2 separate regions of the Sus scrofa genome follow, and region 2 is linked to region 1. A link is a contact called in public promoter capture Hi-C data. All regions are on one chromosome and are shown on one strand. Each heading gives the region's core, a stretch centred on a gene start, on an enhancer-like site or on the middle of the called end of the contact. The rest is flanking DNA. Distances are from core to core; before and after follow the strand shown. Region 1 holds the start of SOCS2 (suppressor of cytokine signaling 2). Region 2 holds the start of EEA1 (early endosome antigen 1).

The links. Promoter capture Hi-C pulls out the DNA fragments that hold promoters and counts their contacts.
Region 2: a contact with region 1 is called in a promoter capture Hi-C map of liver, with 9 times the contacts expected there. The contact joins the promoter of EEA1 here to the promoter of SOCS2 in region 1. A contact is called at or near these places in 2 of 5 promoter capture datasets (fetal liver and liver), 1 of 47 Hi-C or Micro-C datasets (heart right ventricle) and 1 of 2 datasets of contacts at active chromatin or transcription factors (alveolar macrophages).

The regions. Positions count from the first base shown.
Region 1 is chr5:89,583,032-89,585,953 of Sscrofa11.1, forward strand. SOCS2 (suppressor of cytokine signaling 2) reads right to left here and starts at 1,438. Exons shown (of 2, transcript NM_001097461.1): 1 at 1,201-1,438. The coding sequence starts at 1,339.
Region 2 is chr5:90,130,173-90,132,979 of Sscrofa11.1, forward strand. It overlaps EEA1 (early endosome antigen 1), which reads left to right and starts at 1,535. Exons shown (of 33, transcript XM_021091260.1): 1 at 1,535-1,785. The coding sequence starts at 1,762.

The sequences.
Region 1 (2,922 bases), core at 188-2,687:
CCTGTTAATGGCTGCGTCCATCTCCCTTTCCAAAGGTCTGGGAAGTGCTTCTATTTACTTGTTTTCAAAGGGCAGTTCAAGTATCATAGCTTCTGTTTGCTGCTTTGACCACAACTACCTTATCGGCCATTGAGAAATTGAGAGAAAGCACAATTGATAATTACTTCTTCAAGTTTCCAGTCTTGCATAAACTCTCCTGGACTTTGCCCTAATCCAAACCCAATCACAACCGTCGGTCTCCCCAACATTCTCGATTCGATCTGCCTGCTCAGCTCCCGGGGCCCATCAGGTTCTTAAAATGGACTTAGCGACAGCCTGCACTTTAAAAGTCTGACCAACACGCGTCCCCTCCACCCCCCACCCCCGCCGCCCAAAAAAAAAAAAAAAAAAAAAAGGCTCGGAAACCTGCAATTTGCTGGTTCCTCCCGCGAAGGGAAAGCCCGTGGCCTGCGCGGAAAGACCGGAACCTCAAGTGAAGGAAACTTTCCCTCTCCTCCCGAGAGCAAAACTGCAACTGTGCCCCAAACGTAAGCTTTGAGGATCCAGATTTTAAAGTGAGCTAGCTTGCCAGATTTTTTTTTTTTCCAATCTTTTCTTCTTTCAGATGCCGAGAGACAACAGGGAGCCGCTCAAAGCCACTACACTTAAAACAAGCAAGCCCACTCTGGTCGAAGGCTTCGCAACCCTCCTCCTTTCCGGCTCTGCCGCAGCCGCCTGCGCGGCAATCTGTCGGTCCCTGAACTTGGCGGCCAAGATTCCAGGCTGCAGCGGCTGCCGGGCCCGGGAGCCGGATGCAGCTGAAGCTTCGGGCAGCGCAGCGCCCACTCGCCGCCCGCGCACCCGGTGCACAGGAAAGGCGCCGGGCACTTTCTCCGGCTAGGGTCCGAGCCCTAGTGCCGACCCCCCAAAGAGCCGCGGAAAAACAGCCGAGGTTCTAGCCCCTAAGAGGCGATTTCCAAAGAGCCCTTCTCGCGCTTTGCCCTCTCGAGTCCCTGGAGAAACACGCTTTTTTTTTCGCATTCCTAAGGACTCAGTGCCGTGTGGGCATCCTCCCCGTGAGCCCCTGCCCAGGGGCGGGGACGGCAATCTACTGCTTCTCCAGTCGGCCCCACTTCCCAGCCTCGCCAGCACAGCCCCATCCGCTGTGTCTTTGCGGAGGCACCCCCTTCCCGCACGCGTCGCGGCCGATCCGATCCCTACCTGTGTGACTAAGCTCCCGCAGGGCTTTCGCCAGTCGCGCCGCCTCTGGGGACGGCTCCTCCGCCGACCCCGAGGTCCCCCACTGGCTCTGCGTCCCTTCCGCGCCATTCCCGGAGGGCTCGAGGCACCGCAGGGTCATGAGAGAAGGGTCACCGTGGCAAAGACAGGTGGCCGCCTGAGCTGGGGTCGGAGAGGGGCAACGCGTCCTTAGAAGTCAGTGAGAACCCCAAAACGAATCCCTGAGGAGTCCCCGCAATGGTGGAGGGGATGGGGAGCTTCTGGTTCTTCTTCCCCGGGTCCCAGTGCACGGATGGTGAAGTCCCCAGCAGGCGCGGTCACCCACAGTTTGCCTGCAAAGAGAAAGTGGAGGGTTGGGTCAGTCGGAACCGGACCCCTGCGGCTGGGGCGTAGGTGGAGGGACGTGGAAAATCCCGGGGACTCCTCCGCGCCTGTGCTCCTGCACCATTTAACCCCAACCAGTTACTGTCCTGGCCCGTTCTAGAAAAAGGATAAAGAGAGAGCAAAGATTCGAGACGCAAGAGTTGGGGGGGTGGGGGGGAGGACAGGATGAGGGTGGGGACCGGGTGTTTTCCCGCCTAGGGCTGCTCGCTGAATTCGCAGACTAGCAGATTTATAAGAGCAAAGAATCACCTGCGGCTACGGTGGTAAATAGGCCAAGGCCCTAGTCAAGGACAAGTAGAAAACATTTAAAAGAACCGGAGAGGTTCCCAAATTGGCGCTCCCATCTCACACTCTGCACCGCGGGGAGCCCCAAGGGGAAGCGCCGAGCACAAATCTAGTTCCCCGCCCTACGACGCCGCGGGGCTCCTGGAGCAGAGCCGGCAGCCCGGGACACGGAGGTGCGGGAGCCGCCGCGACTCGGCGGCCGAGGCTGCCTCGCTCCCCTCCCCCAGCTTCCCGGCGCCCACTTAGGGTCGGGGTGGGGGGCGCCGTGGCTGCAGCTCCAAAGGCCATGCGGCTGCTGCTGCGTTGCCGCCGCGGGCGCTGTCGAGGAATCCGCCCGAGCGCGCAGCCCTCTCGGGGGCTCAGAGCCGCGACCTGAGCCGCGGCAGAGCAGGCGGCAGCCAGCGCTGAAGGACGTGCTAGACAACAAACGCCAAGCCCTTACCTCCGCCTCGGCAGCCGCCGCCGCCGCCTCCGCACCAGGCTGCCTCCCCAGCCGGCCTGGGGCGGGGGAGCCGGGAGGGGCCCGGGAGGAGGGGTATCTGCCCGAGTTTCCCCTGTAGACTTTTAATTTGGGAACGAGATGCCTAGGGATGTAACGAGCCATGCGCTCGGCGGCGGGGGCGGCCGGAGTTCTCGGCGCAGAGGGCAAACATAAGCCCTGGGGACCATCGCCTCGACCCTCCAGGGTCCAACACCCCCTCCAGGCTCGGACACCCCCGACCCGGGGCAGCTGCTGGGTTTCCCCCCGGCGCAACCCAGGAGATGGAAAGGAGGGAGGGAGGAAGGAGTCGGGGAGGGAGCGAGAGGGTGGGGAGGAGCAGGAGATCAGGTTATTAGGATTATTAATTTGGATGGCAGTTTACGGGAGGTTGGGGGGGGAACCTCTGGAGACTTCCAGACGCCAGGAAAGAACCGGAGAAAGCAGGCAGTAGCTCCCAGCCTCCGGGCAAAGCCGCAGCTAGGACTCTCCCCCTAGCTGCTCCCAACTGCGGAAGCCAAGGCTGCCGGGCGCTTGCAGCCGCGCCCCGATGCCCT
Region 2 (2,807 bases), core at 285-2,784, 550 kb after region 1:
TGCTGCACTATAGGCGCAGACACATCCACATTAAAATACAGACATGTCTGGGATAGAAACAACATATTACATGATATAATGCTTTATTTACACTTTATAAAACACTTTTACCTTAACTAATTTGAAAATATTTGCTGCATCTTTTCAAAAGACCTGGAAGTATTTTCTAATAAGCACTCCATTCATTGCTTGGTAGACTTCATTACCCCCCTCCCCCAATTCAAGCAGGGTTAGTTGCATTTTTCTCCCCTTCTTCTTCCCTATGTAAACAATGTTAAAGTCTTCTCCCCTGCTCCCCCCTCCAGGGTAAAAGCCAAATCTCTCAACTTGTGAAAGCTGAGAGCAACTTGGCAAAATGATATGATTCTGCAGCTGTGACTTTTTTTTTTTTTGTTTTGGGCAGCTGTGACTTTTGACTTCAAATAATGACATGGTGCCTGGAAGTCAGTTCTAAGTCCATTTCCCAGTCCACATCCTTGTTTTGGCACACTGTTTATCTGTGACCTCATTTTGTTTTTTTTGTAGGGCCAAACCTGCAGCATATGGAGGTTCCCAGGCTAGGGGTCGAATCAGAGCTGCAGTCCGACGATCCCAGCTGCATCTGCGACCTACACCACAGCTTAGGGCTACACCAGATCCTTAGCCCACTGAGCGAGGCCAGGGATGGAACCTGCATGCTCATGGATGCTAGTCAGATTGGTTTTTGCGGAGCCACGAAGGGAAAACGTCATTATTTTTTTCTTAATCTATGAAACAGACGCATTAATGTCGATTCACTTCATACATTCGTTATCAGAAGAGGATTTAAAATTCCTTAGGAGAATGAGCCAAGCATGGGCTTTAGTGGGTGCAACATGTTAGCGTCATCAGTCCATTAAATATTGTTGCTATAGTCCAAAGGACAACGCCAAACTTTTTTTTTTCCCTATCAATTCAAATTGCAGTTTCTTTCTATACTTTCTTCCGATTCTTTACTTTTCCTTTGGCTGAAATGAGAAGCAGGAAGGGAGGAGGGAAAGGAGCCAGGGGTTGGACCAGAGGAGGGAAGCCCAACAGACCGGTTAATCGTGTCTGAGTCTCTCCTTTGCTTGCACTCTGAGACTAAGCTTCCTGCAGAAATGGGAGTCCAGTTGAGCAACGGTCAAGGCCAGGGTCACACCGACAGATTTTACAGAGCAGTCTGAGGTGCCATAGCAGGTACCTGCCTCGAGAGCCCGCCTTCCTTCGCGGCCAAGGACCACCCCCCAAGCCCCAAGGTCCCCAAGTCCCCAGGTCCCCAAGTCCCCTCCGCGGGTGCCGGGTCTACGCGCGAGCGCCTCTGACGGAGCGCGGGTGTGCGCTCAGCGGCCGGAAGGAGCGGCAGTGCCAGCGTCCTGCCTCCTGTCCGTCACGCAATGGCCCACGCCGCCGCCCTTTCCGATTGGTCGCCGGCCCAGGCCAGGCCCCTTCCAGCCCCGCCTCCCGCGGATGGACAGGCCGAGAGGGCGGGGCGGCGCGGGCGGGTCCGCCCAGCTGTCAGTTACGGGGGCGGCCCGGCGGGCGGGCGCTCGCTGGCTATCTCGTCCCCGGCTCGCGCGCGCTCCCTCTCACCGCCTGTGGGGAAGTCGGGGCCGCCCTAGCGGCTGCCGCCACCGCCTCGCCCCGACCTCCTCCCAGGTTCCCTTCTGGCTCAGTCCCTACCGCCCGCGCACCCCCGAGTAGTGAGTGACCCCGAGGAGGGTCCGGAGAGTCACCGCGGCAGCGCCGGGGGGTGTTTAAACCATGTTAAGGAGGATTTTGCAGAGGGTAAGAGAGTGAAACCGTCTTTCCAGGAGCACGTGAGCGGGAGCCCGAGTCCGAGGCCGCGGAAGCCGCCGCCGCGCTGAGGAGCCGAGGCGGCGGCGCTGGCGTCCCTCCTCAGTGCGGGCGCCTCCCTGCTTTAGGCCCCGCAGCCCGGGCGCTGATTAGGCCTCGGTCCTCTGCTCCCGGGGCGGGCGTGGGGGCAGGGAGGGCGGGCGCGGCGGCAGGCCGGGGCCGGGCGCCCGGTCTGCCGCGGCCCCGCGCGCCCAGGCCCGGGCCCCGCTCCCGCACGGGCTGTCAGTGCGAGCGGGCGGCGGGGCGGGAGGGTGTGGTGCCGGCGCGTTCCTTCCAGATCCTGGAATGGCAGTGAACACGGAGAGTTGGTGCCGCCGGGGCCGGCCGGCCGCCCGCCGGGCTGGAGGACGCCCCGTGGGAGCCCGCGGGAGGCGAGTTCGGCGGGTCCCCCGGCCGCCCTGCCCAGCGGGCCCCCCAACTTTACGCGACCCGCAGCTGCCACGCTCGGCGTCGCGGTCTGCTCTGGGCAGCCCTGCGTGGTAACGTGGTGAAAGCTGGCCTAGCCTCGGCCCAGTCGCGGTACCGACACGTCCCTGGCAGAGTCAGCCTCGAAGGAAGATATTACTCACTGTTGCAAACTTTTCCCCTCCCCAGTTAAAAATGCGTTTCCCCCTCCCAGCCCAGTAGCTTTTTGGAGCCGTCGGAGACTAAATCCCCCGTAAGCTCTAGCCCCGGGTATGCACTTAACTCCTTTATTTTCTGCCAGTGCTATCTTTATTTACAATCTGGAAAAAAACCTTGATATATAAAGATGAGCGCATTGGCGATATGTAGATGTTGTGTTTAGGAGTCAGTTCCTGGAATAGCAATTGAGATCTTTTCTATAAGATTTACTGTACTCAAGTTTTTGTTTTGGACAACTTCTATATTTCTTTTTGGGACCGATAGGGTGCAAAATGTAAATGATTGAAAAGCTGGTGCCAGATTCGTTAGTTGGTTATTGAGGGAGTAGG